Linked DNA regions of Mus musculus: region 1 is linked to region 2. A link is a contact called in public Micro-C data. All regions are on one chromosome and are shown on one strand. Each heading gives the region's core, a stretch centred on a gene start, on an enhancer-like site or on the middle of the called end of the contact. The rest is flanking DNA. Distances are from core to core; before and after follow the strand shown.

What was found. A called contact is a pair of places that touch in the nucleus more often than the background predicts.
Region 1: a contact with region 2 is called in a Micro-C map of granulosa cells, with 2.7 times the contacts expected there. The contact joins the enhancer-like site here to the promoter of Med23 in region 2. A contact is called at or near these places in 3 of 39 promoter capture datasets (the 3T3-L1 cell line, embryonic stem cells and macrophages), 89 of 484 Hi-C or Micro-C datasets (the AML12 cell line, B cells, the C10 cell line and 47 more), 6 of 115 datasets of contacts at active chromatin or transcription factors (the SCID.adh cell line, bone marrow-derived macrophages, embryonic stem cells and 1 more) and 4 of 9 other capture datasets (adipose tissue, embryonic stem cells, liver and 1 more).

Annotation. Positions count from the first base shown.
Region 1 is chr10:24,900,567-24,907,074 of GRCm38.p6, reverse strand. It overlaps Med23 (mediator complex subunit 23), which reads right to left. Exons shown (of 30, transcript NM_001166416.1): 19 at 6,255-6,379; 20 at 4,867-5,072; 21 at 4,602-4,782; 22 at 3,244-3,414; 23 at 2,598-2,814; 24 at 1,017-1,253. Among named protein-coding and RNA genes, the nearest start is that of Mir6905, 6.8 kb to the left of the region's middle. Within about 2 kb of position 1,299, at least 6 of the 459 cell types and tissues checked have an H3K27ac peak or open chromatin away from gene starts, as enhancers often do. A contact at or near this core is called in granulosa cells, where this site is marked.
Region 2 is chr10:24,866,558-24,872,552 of GRCm38.p6, reverse strand. It overlaps Med23 (mediator complex subunit 23), which reads right to left and starts at 2,567. Exons shown (of 30, transcript NM_001166416.1): 1 at 2,407-2,567; 2 at 2,068-2,099; 3 at 1,802-1,889. The coding sequence starts at 2,454.

The DNA.
Region 1 (6,508 bases), core at 50-2,549, 36 kb before region 2:
ATTTGATTATCAACTGATCTGATTATAGGCTGTCAAGAAGTGATTTAACTGAAATTAAAATATAAAAGGATAAACAATAAATACAAAGCAAACATGAGATAAGCTATCATGAGATAAGTGTTGCGTGACTTAAGCACACTGAGCAATACCCACGAAACAAGTGGTTGTACTTACACATGGACTCTCAGAACAGATGCTATACCAGGAGGAGACAGAACAATGTGGCCTCAGGCCTCTTTATCCGATTTCTTTTATAGTCGCAGGGCAATTTCATGTAAACATTTCTTTAAAAATGAGTAAGTCTGCTACCACAGGAAATACATTCTTTTATTTAGGCATGGTATACAGACATGTTATGTAGACTGCTGATAACTGTACACATGAAATCAAACTCAAGAAATAAAAACATACATAAAAAATAAAAAGCAAAAGCTAGCCGGGCAGTAGTGGCACACACCTTTAATCCCAGCATTTGGGAGGCAGAGGCAGGCAGATTTCTGAGTTTTGAGGCCAGCCTGGTCTACAGAGTGAGTTTCAGGACAGCCAGGGCTACACACAGAGAAACCCTGTCTCGAAACAAACAAACAAACAAAAAATTTGAGTCGCAACAGAGAAAACTCCTATACGTCTGGTATGATGATGCAATTTAAAGTTTCAAAACTTTTACACAGATAAAATAATCATAAAGGCCACTTTTAATCCCATCATATGGGAGGAAGATCTGTGAGTCTAAGGCCAGCCTGGCCTATACAGCAAGTTCTGGGCCAGTTATGACTCCACAGTTAGCCTGCCACTGGAGGCCTGAGGGTGAGTATAGCATGCGCTCACAGCCTCAGTTCCTGAGGAGCTGAGGCAGAGGACTGTCCAAGGCAATGAGGCTAAGGTTGGCCTAAGCAACTCAAAATTAAAAATGAGGTTTTGAAATACAAAGAACATTACCTTAAAAACCGCTCTTACAAGCTAAAATACTGCTATTTATGGAGAGTCTGGAAGAAACATGACAGAAGAAAGGATATTGTCTACCAGTCGGCCAATCAGCTTGCAGTAGTAGGAGTCCTCCGGAACCCAGGGGTTGTCCTCCCGTGCATTCATAGCATGCTTCAGGTAGGTATCACTGAGACACCAGCCCTGTGGCCGGTTATCTTTGAGGGAGCCAATGATTGCATGGACAAGTTTTCGTTTGAGATGGTCACGGTTTCTCAGGCACATTTCATAATAGTGCAAAGTATTATACAGATAAGTCACTGGCCGGTCTGTCAAGAAGAAAACAGCTCAGCGTGTTTATCAGGTTACTGATAAGTATGAAAGCGAATCCCGTGCTTCCATGACTACCTAAACACAGCTCAGAGAACTGACATTACTTCACACGCTGGACCATCACACACAGGGAGCACTTTAATCCTAAATCAGGCAGAAGATTCCTAACAACACACATAATTTGTGGTTGTCCTGAGCAGACACTTTTACTTCTGTACATTTACTGCACAAAAACGATGGAAAGCAGCAAATGTCAAGTACAGTCACAAACAAAGGGCTGAGAAATTATCACAGAGAGGTAGAGGTCTTCACATACTGACGTTAATAACCAACCTCAGCACAGCAGATGGGAGAAAGAACCAGGTGCAGAATGCTGCAATGTATTTTTAACCAAACAAAAGAAGGCAAAGAGTGAGAACCCAGAGTGGCACCTGACGGCCACCCAGGCAACTGTCACAGTGGCATCTAAGGAAGGTCACCCAGACAACTGTCATAGTGCCGGCTCAGACACTATGGCCAGCTGCACACACAGTGGGACTTGTCACTGCACACCCATTGGAGACAGTGTTCCCATGTCACCTAATCCAGAGCACTACTTTTAAAGGCATCCATTCTCCCTTGAGCCTGACACTTACTCTGTTCAGTAATATACTTCTGCTTTCACATTTTTGTCATGGGCTGTATCATGCTCTAGTTTCCAGTCTTAAGACCAGAGTTTCAATGGTCTTCTAAGTAAACACAGCCCAGCAAAATCGTGTTCCTGGTTCCGGTGTATCCACTGCATGGCCCACGGCTTTTTGAGAGGCTGTGGTGTAGTTCTGAGATGGGCTGTGAGCCACACCTAACCTCATCATTCTAAAACAATGACTCCCACCCACCCATCTTACTCCGTGACTTCCAGAACCACCATCTTTAGGTTATAAAACTGAAACTGGCATTTAATGTGAGCCTGCAGTCAGGCGTGTTTTCCTTTCCTGGCCTTATTTTAAAACTCACAGGTAAACATTCTTAATTCAGTTCAATAAAGCCATCTTCCTTCAAATAGGCCTTTATCTTCCACCACCGCAGTTTTCCCAAAAGACCCCATGACTCATGTATGCTTACGGCCCTCCTGCTCATACAAACTGTGCATAGCAAAAGTTCAAACTGCACCTCCCAGACCTCCTGACACCCACTTTCTTTATAGAGAAACCTCATGGCTCTGTGCTGTGCATCTTGTGACACCTGTATGACTTCACCCTGCAGTGCTTCAAACCTGCAGAACCACTTTTACTACATGGCGTGCTCAGCCTATCTGTTCATAAAGGTGTCAGATGGAATTACAAGCTGAACAAACTCACCATGGAATTTATATAAGCCCCCTAGGTGATCCAGGAGAGTCTCTAGTGATTTGGACACTGGAAGCAACTCTAAAAACCTGTGGATTACTATATCAAATACTGGAAGGAACCGGAGACACACATTTCCAAAGTAGATGGGCAGATAAGGGGACTGGATTGGTACAGGAGGGTCAACCTGCTCTGCCAGGCCTTCAAAATACAGCTTCTCGGGATATTTCTGTAGGTGAGGAGACAGACATGTGTTAGAGTAGCTCCAAAAAAGCGAGCACAAAAGAGCTACAAAAAAAAAAAAAAAAAAAAAAAAAAAAGAAAGGAAGGAAGGAAGGAAAGAAGGAAGGAAGGAAGGGAGAGAGAAAGAAGAAATCTACAAAAAAATATTTTTTAAAGCACATGCCTCCTTAAATCAGCAACACCCCAGCTCCCCAAAAGTCATGCAATACTAATTTTATTACTGCTATCTTCATTTGATTCAGAATCATGCCGACTTGAAGTACAGTTACATTTTACTCTTATTCATTAGCATAGCCTACAGCTAACTCGCTGTGGGTCTGTACAGAGGCCATAAAGGAAACCACAGGCCCACAATGCAAACAGCCCAATCAATTGAACAGCCATCCCCGCTGCTGCTCTCTCTCAGAGTGGGTACCTTGTGGTAGCTCATGTGCTTGGTGTGCCAGTCACTCTGGAGCCAGTGCTCTGGGGAATTCTCCTTCACAAAGTCACTTACTCGGTTTCTGAAGTCATTTGGTTTGAGCAACAGCAACTGAATTATGAAATAACAAACCTGGGCTTCATTTCCTTCATGACTACGCATAGCCTTTGGAAATAAACAGAAAAATTAAGAGAACTAGTCGTATCTGCATAAAATTATATTATTACAATTTCCTTAGATGTCTAGTCTACCCCAAACCAATCTTTCATCGCTCCTAAAGATGATTTGACCCTTTTGGCCTATTTGTGGTTCACTACTCCTCCTGCTAGGAATGTTTACCTTAAGGTAAAGCTTTCTTTGATGATGTCACGTGACGGCCTGTTTTCTGATGCTCTTTCCCCGCATCACTGCATTACCTTTGCCAGGTACACTGTCTTAGTCCCCCTACTACACTACAACTACCTGTACGTTTATGCTTCACAGAGAAGAGGTCAGTATTAATGAACGAAGTCACTACAAGTACAACCAGAATGCCCTGGCTGGCCTTGGGCTCTCAATGTGGACCAGCCTGGCCTTGAACTTAGGACAATCCCCCTGCATCTGCTGGGATTACAGGGATATGCCAACATACCCAAACACTAATAATTTTTTAAAAGTATTTAATTTCCTAGTGTAATTCAGTCTTTTCGTAAAACTTGGCTTGAAGGGTTGAAGTGTTTGCAGGCTCAGAGTCTGGAGCGCTGGCTGCTCTTGCAGGTGATGTGGGTTTGATTCTCAGCACGACAGGGCTCCTCAGAACTCTCTGTATCTCAAGTTCTAGATGGTCTGACACCCTCTGCTGGCCCCCAGACACACTGTCAACGTCACGTGCAAGCAAAACACTCATGCACATGAAAACAAAACAAACCCTAAAACAAACAGACGAACAGACGAACCAGCTACCTTTGAGATACACTAACAGGCAGAAGCCAAGGGAACACGTGGAGGATGCTGGGTACACACAACAGTCAGACTCCTGACGACTGAAGGGAATGATTACATCAGCTAGCAAAGACAAGCAATAGCTTTTCACTATTTCCTGACCTGCAGCCTCTGAGAATAAACCATTTGTATTTCAAAGCATAACAAGACCAGAAAAATCTATTTACTTTTGTATCTTCTGTGAATATAATACTAATCACTGAAAATGCACTGAAAAAGGGAATCCAGAAAGTCCTTCTTCTTTAAGGAAGCTTAAGCACAGCATAAGTCGGTGAAATTCTCTGAGGCCAAACAGAGGAAGTCAGCACGCGGCCTCCCACTCACACAATCCCATCACTGCATGGTAAAAAGGCTTAGAAACGTATTCTTACCAGGCAGAGAATGAGTCTGTCCAGCGTGACAATGTTGTACTTCCACACCATGTCGTTGAGAATTTCAATGCACTTATTGAGTTGCTGACCTCCTGCTGACGTAGAGAACTCATACACCAGGAAATCTGCAAATGTTCTCACATGGGCCACCAGGGCCCTGGCCCCAATCCTCTCCAGGACCCTACAAGGCAAAGAGTGAGAACTGAGCTCTGGCATGGACAACGCTGACTGCCAAGCAGACTGAAACCCGGGGCTTCTGGCTTACTTGTAGCCGATCTGACTAATATGATCCGTCTCCAGGAGCATCTTCCAGAGGAGACAGAGGAAGAGTGGAGGGAAGCCCTGCACAGAGAACTGGGTGATGATCTCGTTTTCATCAGTCATTGACTTCCACTTCCTGTACTCTTCTTCCACATTCTTCTTCAGATTAAAACGGCTTTCCTGGGGCACGTTATTTTGCTTGAAGAAAGCCTAAAAGGAAGATTCGAAGTTCATGTCACTGGATACAGAAAAAAGGAACACTGGACAATCGGAGGCGAGGAACTTGGTGTGCATTTGGTTCTGGCAGAACAAATACCTCCTTCTGTGTTTATGTGTCTTATAAAACTAAGTGTCCTTGAGTCAGGCAGTAATGAAAGCCTGAATGTGGGCTGGCGAGATGGCTGAGTGGTTAAGAGCGCCGACTGCTCTTCCAAAGGTCCTGAGTTCAAATCCCAGCAACCACATGGTGGCTCACAACCATCTGTAACAAAAATCTGATGCCCTCTTCTGGAGTGTCTGAAGATAGCTACAGTGTGCTTACATATAATAAATAAATAAATAAATATTAAAAAAAAAGAAAGAAAGAAAGCCTGAACGTTACAGGCTGGCCTAGCAACTCTAAGTTCCTTTTTTCTAAGTCCTAAACAGAAATTCTAAGCAAGTTTAAATTCAAAGTCTCTTCAATCATTTTATGCTAATCTTTGAGAGAAGGAAGAGAGGAAGGAAAAGAAGTGTGAGGTTACATAGGTTATATATGCAGTGTCTCCACAAGGAGAATCGGCTATGGCAGGCCAGTGGCTCGGATTCTGGTCCCTGAGGCGCACGCTCAGCCAGTCTTCAGGCCCTGCCCAGATCTGCTCAGCCAGCAGCTCTGAGGCTGGGATCCAGAATCTGTGATCTGTGACAAGCGACACTTTAGCTTCACTCAAGTCCACCGTGCTGTGGACTTCTCTGAGCTTCTCTGAGCAGACAGACATACCAGGTTTGCCTTCCTCCTCCTTATGCAGCCACAGTTATAATTCTGTTGTACAGTTAAAAAAAATCAACACAGTCAAACGTAGCTCCTTTATGCTCTAAGGGGTTTCACTGAAGCTTATTCTCCTCCGTCTTAGTGTTAGGACACAAGTTTTCAGGTGTTGTGCTAACTCCTGTGAGATTCTAAAGGTGTTCATTTAGAAACTGAAGCCATCACAATTGCTTTCTCAGGAGCACATTTAATCCTCGAGAGGATGGGAAGGAATTCAAGAGACTTTGGAAGTAAGAAGAAGAATTTTCAAAAAGGAAACAGCCAATTTTCTTCAGCTATTACCAGGTCAAGCACTCCCTAGAAAGCCACAGTGACTGGAAGAAGAGATTACCATGTATTTAATACGTAATTCCGAACCAAATTACCTGCAGAGGGGCTGGAAAACAGCTAAGGGTATGTGAAGCCCAGTTATGAGGAGTAAAGTTCATGATGGTCTGAAGGATATCTTTACACCAAGTTCCCTGTATTGAATCAGATCCTGTAAAAAAATCTAAACAAACAGACAGGAGTCAGATCTCCATGACCCAAACTACGTACTGTCAAAGCAAGCCAAAGCACCCTGAGATGTCTCACTGAGATGTCTCAGTGCAGGACGCTCGCTCTCTGGGGACCTACATTG
Region 2 (5,995 bases), core at 1,318-3,817:
GTTACACTGAGATTATATCATGTGTGTTATACACCTCCCCTCCATAACTAAGACAAAAAAAAAAGCTTTTGATTTATACCAATATTATGCCCAATATTCAATCCTATGCCTGATCAATAGTACTACTTACTGTAACACTACTTAAAAGTAGTGGGCCGGCCGGGCAGTGGTGGCACACGCCTTTAATCCCAGCACTTGGGAGGCAGAGACAGGCAGATTTCTGACTTTAAGGCCAGCCTGGTCTATAAAGTGAGTTCCAGGACAGCCAGGGCTATACAGAGAAAGCCTGTCTCGAAAAAAAAAAAAAAAAGTAGTGGGCCGGCGGTGGTGACGCACACCTTTTATTCCAGCTCTTGAGAGGCAGAGGCAGGCGGATTTCTGAGTTTGAGGCCAGCCTGTTCAACAAAGTTCCAGGACAGCCAGGGCTATATAGAGAAACCCTGTCTTGAACACACACACACACACACACACACACACTCACACCCAAAGTAAGTAAAAAGTGAAGAGAAACATCTAGCTAAGCATGGTGGTCTATCCTATGACACCAGGAAGCAGAGGAAGGCAGACTAAAAGTTCAAGTCTAACCTGGGCTACATAACAAAACTCTATCTGGAAAAAAAGAAAGAAAAATTTGAAAGCAAGAAGGTAGTTAATAAATATAGGTGGTAAGGACACATAACAATATGCTACACCGCTATAAGAAGTAAGAAAGAAACTGTAACTCAAAAAATTCCTTGAAATACCTTTAGAACTTATTATTAATGGTGAGAAGTACAGAGCTAACTGCTGACCAATACCTATGGTATATGGTGATTCTATAAAAATAATTCTGAGCCGGGCGGTGGTGGCGCACGCCTTTAATCCCAGCACTTGGGAGGCAGAGGCAGGTGGATTTCTGAGTTCGAGGCCAGCGTGGTCTCGAACTCAAAAAGCAGAAAATAATAATAGTAATAATAATTGTGAGCCTGAGGATGTAGTTCAGAGACGACTGTGTGCCTAGCATGTGGACACATGTTCACATGTTCGGAGACCAGTGTGTGAGGCCCTGTGTTCACCCCCCACACCCCAGCACTGTTTAAAGAGAAAAGAACGAAGATGGCTTTATAATCCTAGAACTCAGGACACAGAGAGACAGTCTTATAGCTAAACAGTTCTGGGAACACAAACTAGGATGCTGGCTTCAGACAGGAAGGGCAGGTGGCTGAGCTAGATCAGGAAGACGGCCAGCGTGTGGAGCTTGGTCACGCTTGCCTTATATATTTCAGGTTCACGTCAAAGCATGACCTGTTGAAAATAGAAAGTTTAAAACATGAACATATTGCCTTTAGGATCCATAACTGGGTGGCAAATTTTATACTAGCTCACAGGCACAGAAAGCCCAGCGGCTCACTTCTCTGTCTACAGTGCATCATGAGAAATACTACTCTAGTGGGGACTCTATCACAGTGTCTTTATGAGGACATATTTATAAATACTGGGCCATTTTTTGAATAGTGACATTTTTCTTTTACGAGAAAAGTTTAGCATATCTGTTTCCATTCAAAGCCAATTTATACAAAGAGGATAAAAACTACCTTACATAATATAACATAGAAGGAAATTTTTAAAACATTTCCCACTGCAATCTTATTACCTTGAACTTTTAACACAGGTTCTCCAGTAAGTACATTTACATAAAATGACAGCAGTCTTATTTTTCCCTTTCCTAAACGATCTTAAGAAAAAGATCAAAGAAGATGTAAAAAGTAAAAAGGAAGGCGTCAAACGTCATTAAGTGGATGTTCAACATGAAATGTCTCACCTGAGAAAGTCCACTCCAAAACTGCCGGAAGGCCGCCAAGCAGCTAATTAGTTTTGTTTTTTCATCCTCGGGGGTATCCATAAACATTCTGAAAAAACAAAAATCACATTATCTGCTGCTAGTTTTAAACAGGTACACATCCTGCAAGGTAGATTTTTTTTAACTCCTCAAAACCAACTTAAGTGGAATCTAACAAAGATAAATCTACAAACAACAATTAAAAAAACACACACACACACACAAAGATCTGCCTGCCACATACTCACCCTGGGAAGGCCTCTTCTATAATTTCTGTTTTCTGCAAACAAACAAAAACTAGTAAACGATCTGACTACTAAAAGGGGGCGGGGTGGGAGATGTCCCCGAGAGAAATATTCCCGGGCAATACAGATAGAGCACGACACTTTTATGGGGACCGCGGCGGGAACTAACAGCACTTTCTTAGATCTGGCAGCAGTCCGGGGATGGGGGGACCGCCACCCCGGTTCAGACGCCTATGTCAACATAGGGGCGGGAAAGGAGCTGGCCCAGGCCCGCAGCCTGGAGCCGCACGCAGCCTGCACTTCCCGGAGCCATGGCTCTGGCTTACGGACAGTGGCACTCACCACCACCTCCTCGAAAATGCTCTGCAGTTGCGTCTCCATCGGTACCATCGAGCCCCGGGCTCCCGGGGAACCCGGCGACAGACGGGTGAGAGCCAGGGTCGGGAAAGAATGGAGCGGAGGGGCGGAGCCACCAGCAGGAAGCCGCCGCTCTCTCTTGCTCTGTTACTTCCTTCGGTGCCAGGCGAATGAGCCCGCCCGGTGCTTACCCGTTACCAGCCCCTCTGAAATCTGTATCTCAGCCTGTTGGTTCCGCTCGTAGAGGTGACCCCGTAAGCTGACAGCGCTGCTTGATCCCGGGCAAGGCCACCCTCTCCTGGCTGGAGCCGGAACTGCGACCTGTTTGGAGTTTCATTTGCAGATCCGAATCACAAGGGCTGTGGCCAGAACCAAGTGGGTGACTGTCAAGAGCTGACCTCGTGAAGCAGTTGATACCACGTTATTCTTGCCCAATAGGACCCATGTCTTCACTATGGTACCCTCAGTTGCTAGCACAGTGATGGGCGTGTCGTCATCGTTTATTGAATGTTGAAAAAAAAAAAAAGAATAAACCCTTTATTGTTAATTCGCAAATAAGTGGCGGTACTAAGTACATCATTTTAAAACAATTTTCCCATCATCCTGGTAAATTTCTGAAAACTTTTTTTTTTATTGTCTTAGTATGAAGAAATTTTTGTCTATCCAAAGGCTATTCGTCAATGTTTTCTTCCAGAAACTTTGTTCTAGCTTTGGTATTTAAGTCCATATTTTTTTAATTGGTTTTCATGACTGGAGATAAGTTCTCACAGGACTTTTCCCTCTTTGGGGAGATGTAAATAAATGTTTATAAACCCTAAATAGAGGACATTGACAGATTAAAGAAAGGATCTTGCCGGGCGGTGATGGTGCACGCCTTTAATCCCAGCACTTGGGAGGCAGAGGCAGGTGGATTTCTGAGTTCAAGGCCAGCCTGGTCTACAAAGTGAGTTCCAGGACAGCCAAGGCTACACAGAGTAACCCTGCCTCAAAAAAAAAAAAATCTCATTCAAATCCAGCTTGGTAAAACAATGAGCTTATTATAGTTTCTTATAGAAGCACGTGACTCGGGTACCCTCATTACTAGGAACTCCTACCTCAAGCATAGATGACTTACAAAAAGGCATACCAGTGTAGTACCCTCCCAATAAAATATTTAAATTTAACACAATGTTGGAGAATTAGAGGGGCTTCTGGGGAATCGTGTAAGGACCATCTTGAGTTTCCATGGCGTCTTCATTTTATTTTATAGTTTTGAGACAGGGTATTTTGTATCCCAAGTTGACCATGAACTTACTATGTAGCAGAGTGACCTTGAATATTTGATCCTTCTATTTCTCATGGCGAGAGATGGGACGCCCCTGAGACTATCTGCCAGGAAGAAGTGTTGGGTTAGGTTTCAGATTGGACCTGGGGTTAGGGTTAGGTGTGCTAGGGTTTGGGTTAGGATTGAACTCAGGGCTTCCTGCTTGCTAGACAAACAGTTTACCAGTAAAGACACATTCCCACTCCCATCTCTCATGTGGGTTTCAGGCAACTGAAGCTGCTCTGCTCTAACAGTGAAGCAGGCACTGCTTCCTGAGAGCTTATGGGCAAGAAGCTGGTGATTTTCCAGTCATAGTCTGGCAGAAACTTAGCTTCCCAACAAATGTAAATGATATCCAATCACTGTATATAGCATTGTTTACTGTACCATAGCTACTGAGATGAACTGTTTAATTTTCTAGTTGAAGAGTAGCCTGAAAGACTTAACATTCAGTGTTCTGTTTGCTGTGGACATGATATGAAAGACTGTGTAGTTTAAATAATAGAGATTTATGTTGATGTTGATACAAATCTGGAGGACAGACAGTCTCCCTGGCTGGTAGATGGACATCTTCAGCTTTCTTGTTGTCTTTCCTTTTTGTGGCTGAGGTTGCTATTGTTCCTCCATATTCTCCTCCTTTTTTTTCCTCTTCCCATGTCTTCTGGTCTGTGATAAGGTCTTATGTGCTCCTAGGCTTGTCTTGAGCTCATTTTGTCAAACTGCCTTCTAAATATGTAGGCTTACACTTATAGACTTGTAGTAATGTCAGCCTTTAGTCAGAGAAGATACCAATATCCTGGTGTATACTTGCTAACTAGCCCTGAGGTCCCACCCCATACTGAGTAGCTATATTCTTGAATAAACAGGTTAAATGATGTTCGGGTCCCACCCTTTACTGAATAGGCAAATCCTGGCATAGATAGGCTAAATGATCTTCAGGTCCTACTCCTTACTGGGTAGATATAAGTAGTGGTTTGGGGGGACGGAAAACTCTTTCATTTTTGAAGATATGGAGTTGTCTATGCTCTAGTGCAGGGGTTCTCAACCTGTAGGTTGAGACCCCAACAGGGGTAACAAATCAGATATCCTATATATCAGATATTTATAGTCTATAACAGTATCAAAATTACAGTTATAAAGTAGTAACAAAATAATTCTATAGTTGGGGTCACCACAAAGAGAACTGCATTGAAGGGTTGCAGTTTTGGGAAGGTTGAGAACCACTACTATAGTTGGTTGCACTATATCTGTGTGTGTATAAGCAGCCCTAGCTAGACCTAGTGGGTTGTAAACAAAATAAGGCATGAAGCTGGGAGGAGGGCATGCTGAGGCAATACGAGGAGAATTGGAGCAGCAAACGGGGATAAATCGGATCATACTTCATTGTATACATCTATAAAATTCTCAATAAATTCACAGATAAATTTTTACATTTGTTTACATATGTATGTGCAAGTGCCACGGTGTGAGTGTCAAGGTCAGGGGTCAACTGTGAGGTCAGGGGGCAACTGTGGGTTCCAGGGATTGAGTTCAGGTCACCAGCATTTGCCTGAACCCCTGAGCCATCTCCTTGGCCCTGTTTAAAAGAAACCCCAACTCTACTTCATACTTTGTTTTTTCTGGAAAATATTTTCTGGGTTAAACCCAAGGATCCAGTTTTTTCTCAGTGGAGATTTACTGAAGGATTCAGGGCAATATTCAAGTTGATAAGTCTTCATCCCTGGCACCACGGATATTTGTGCACAATCACTCTGTCACAGCCTCCTGAATTTCTTCTGGGCATCTTTCTCATGTAGCCAGTAACTAGGTGATAACTCAGCAGGGACTCAGTCTCCTAGAAGCTTTGCTGTAGTCACTTCTGGTAGCAGAAAATTAAACAGTATTTTCTTTCTTTCTTTCTTTCTTTCTTTCTTTCTTTCTTTCTTTCTTTCTTTCTTTTTTTTCTTTAAGACAGGGTTTCTCTGTATAGCCCGGGCTGTCCTGGAACTCACTCTGTAGACCAGGCTGGCCGCGAACTTGGAAATCCTGCATCTGCCTCCCAAGTTCTGGGATTAAAGGCGTGTACCTCCACTGCTCAGCTAAACAATATTTCTTAATATAAAATACTAGGGACAGCATGCAATGACAGGGACTGCCAGCAGTAGTCTGGGATGGAGACATCTCAGTAGTCCGAGGCAGCTCTTTGTAAAAAATAGTTATTCCCATTTCTCCTAACCTTAGCCCTAAACAATGGCTGTATAGATTTCATTTGTGTGTGACTGCTTTTCAGTT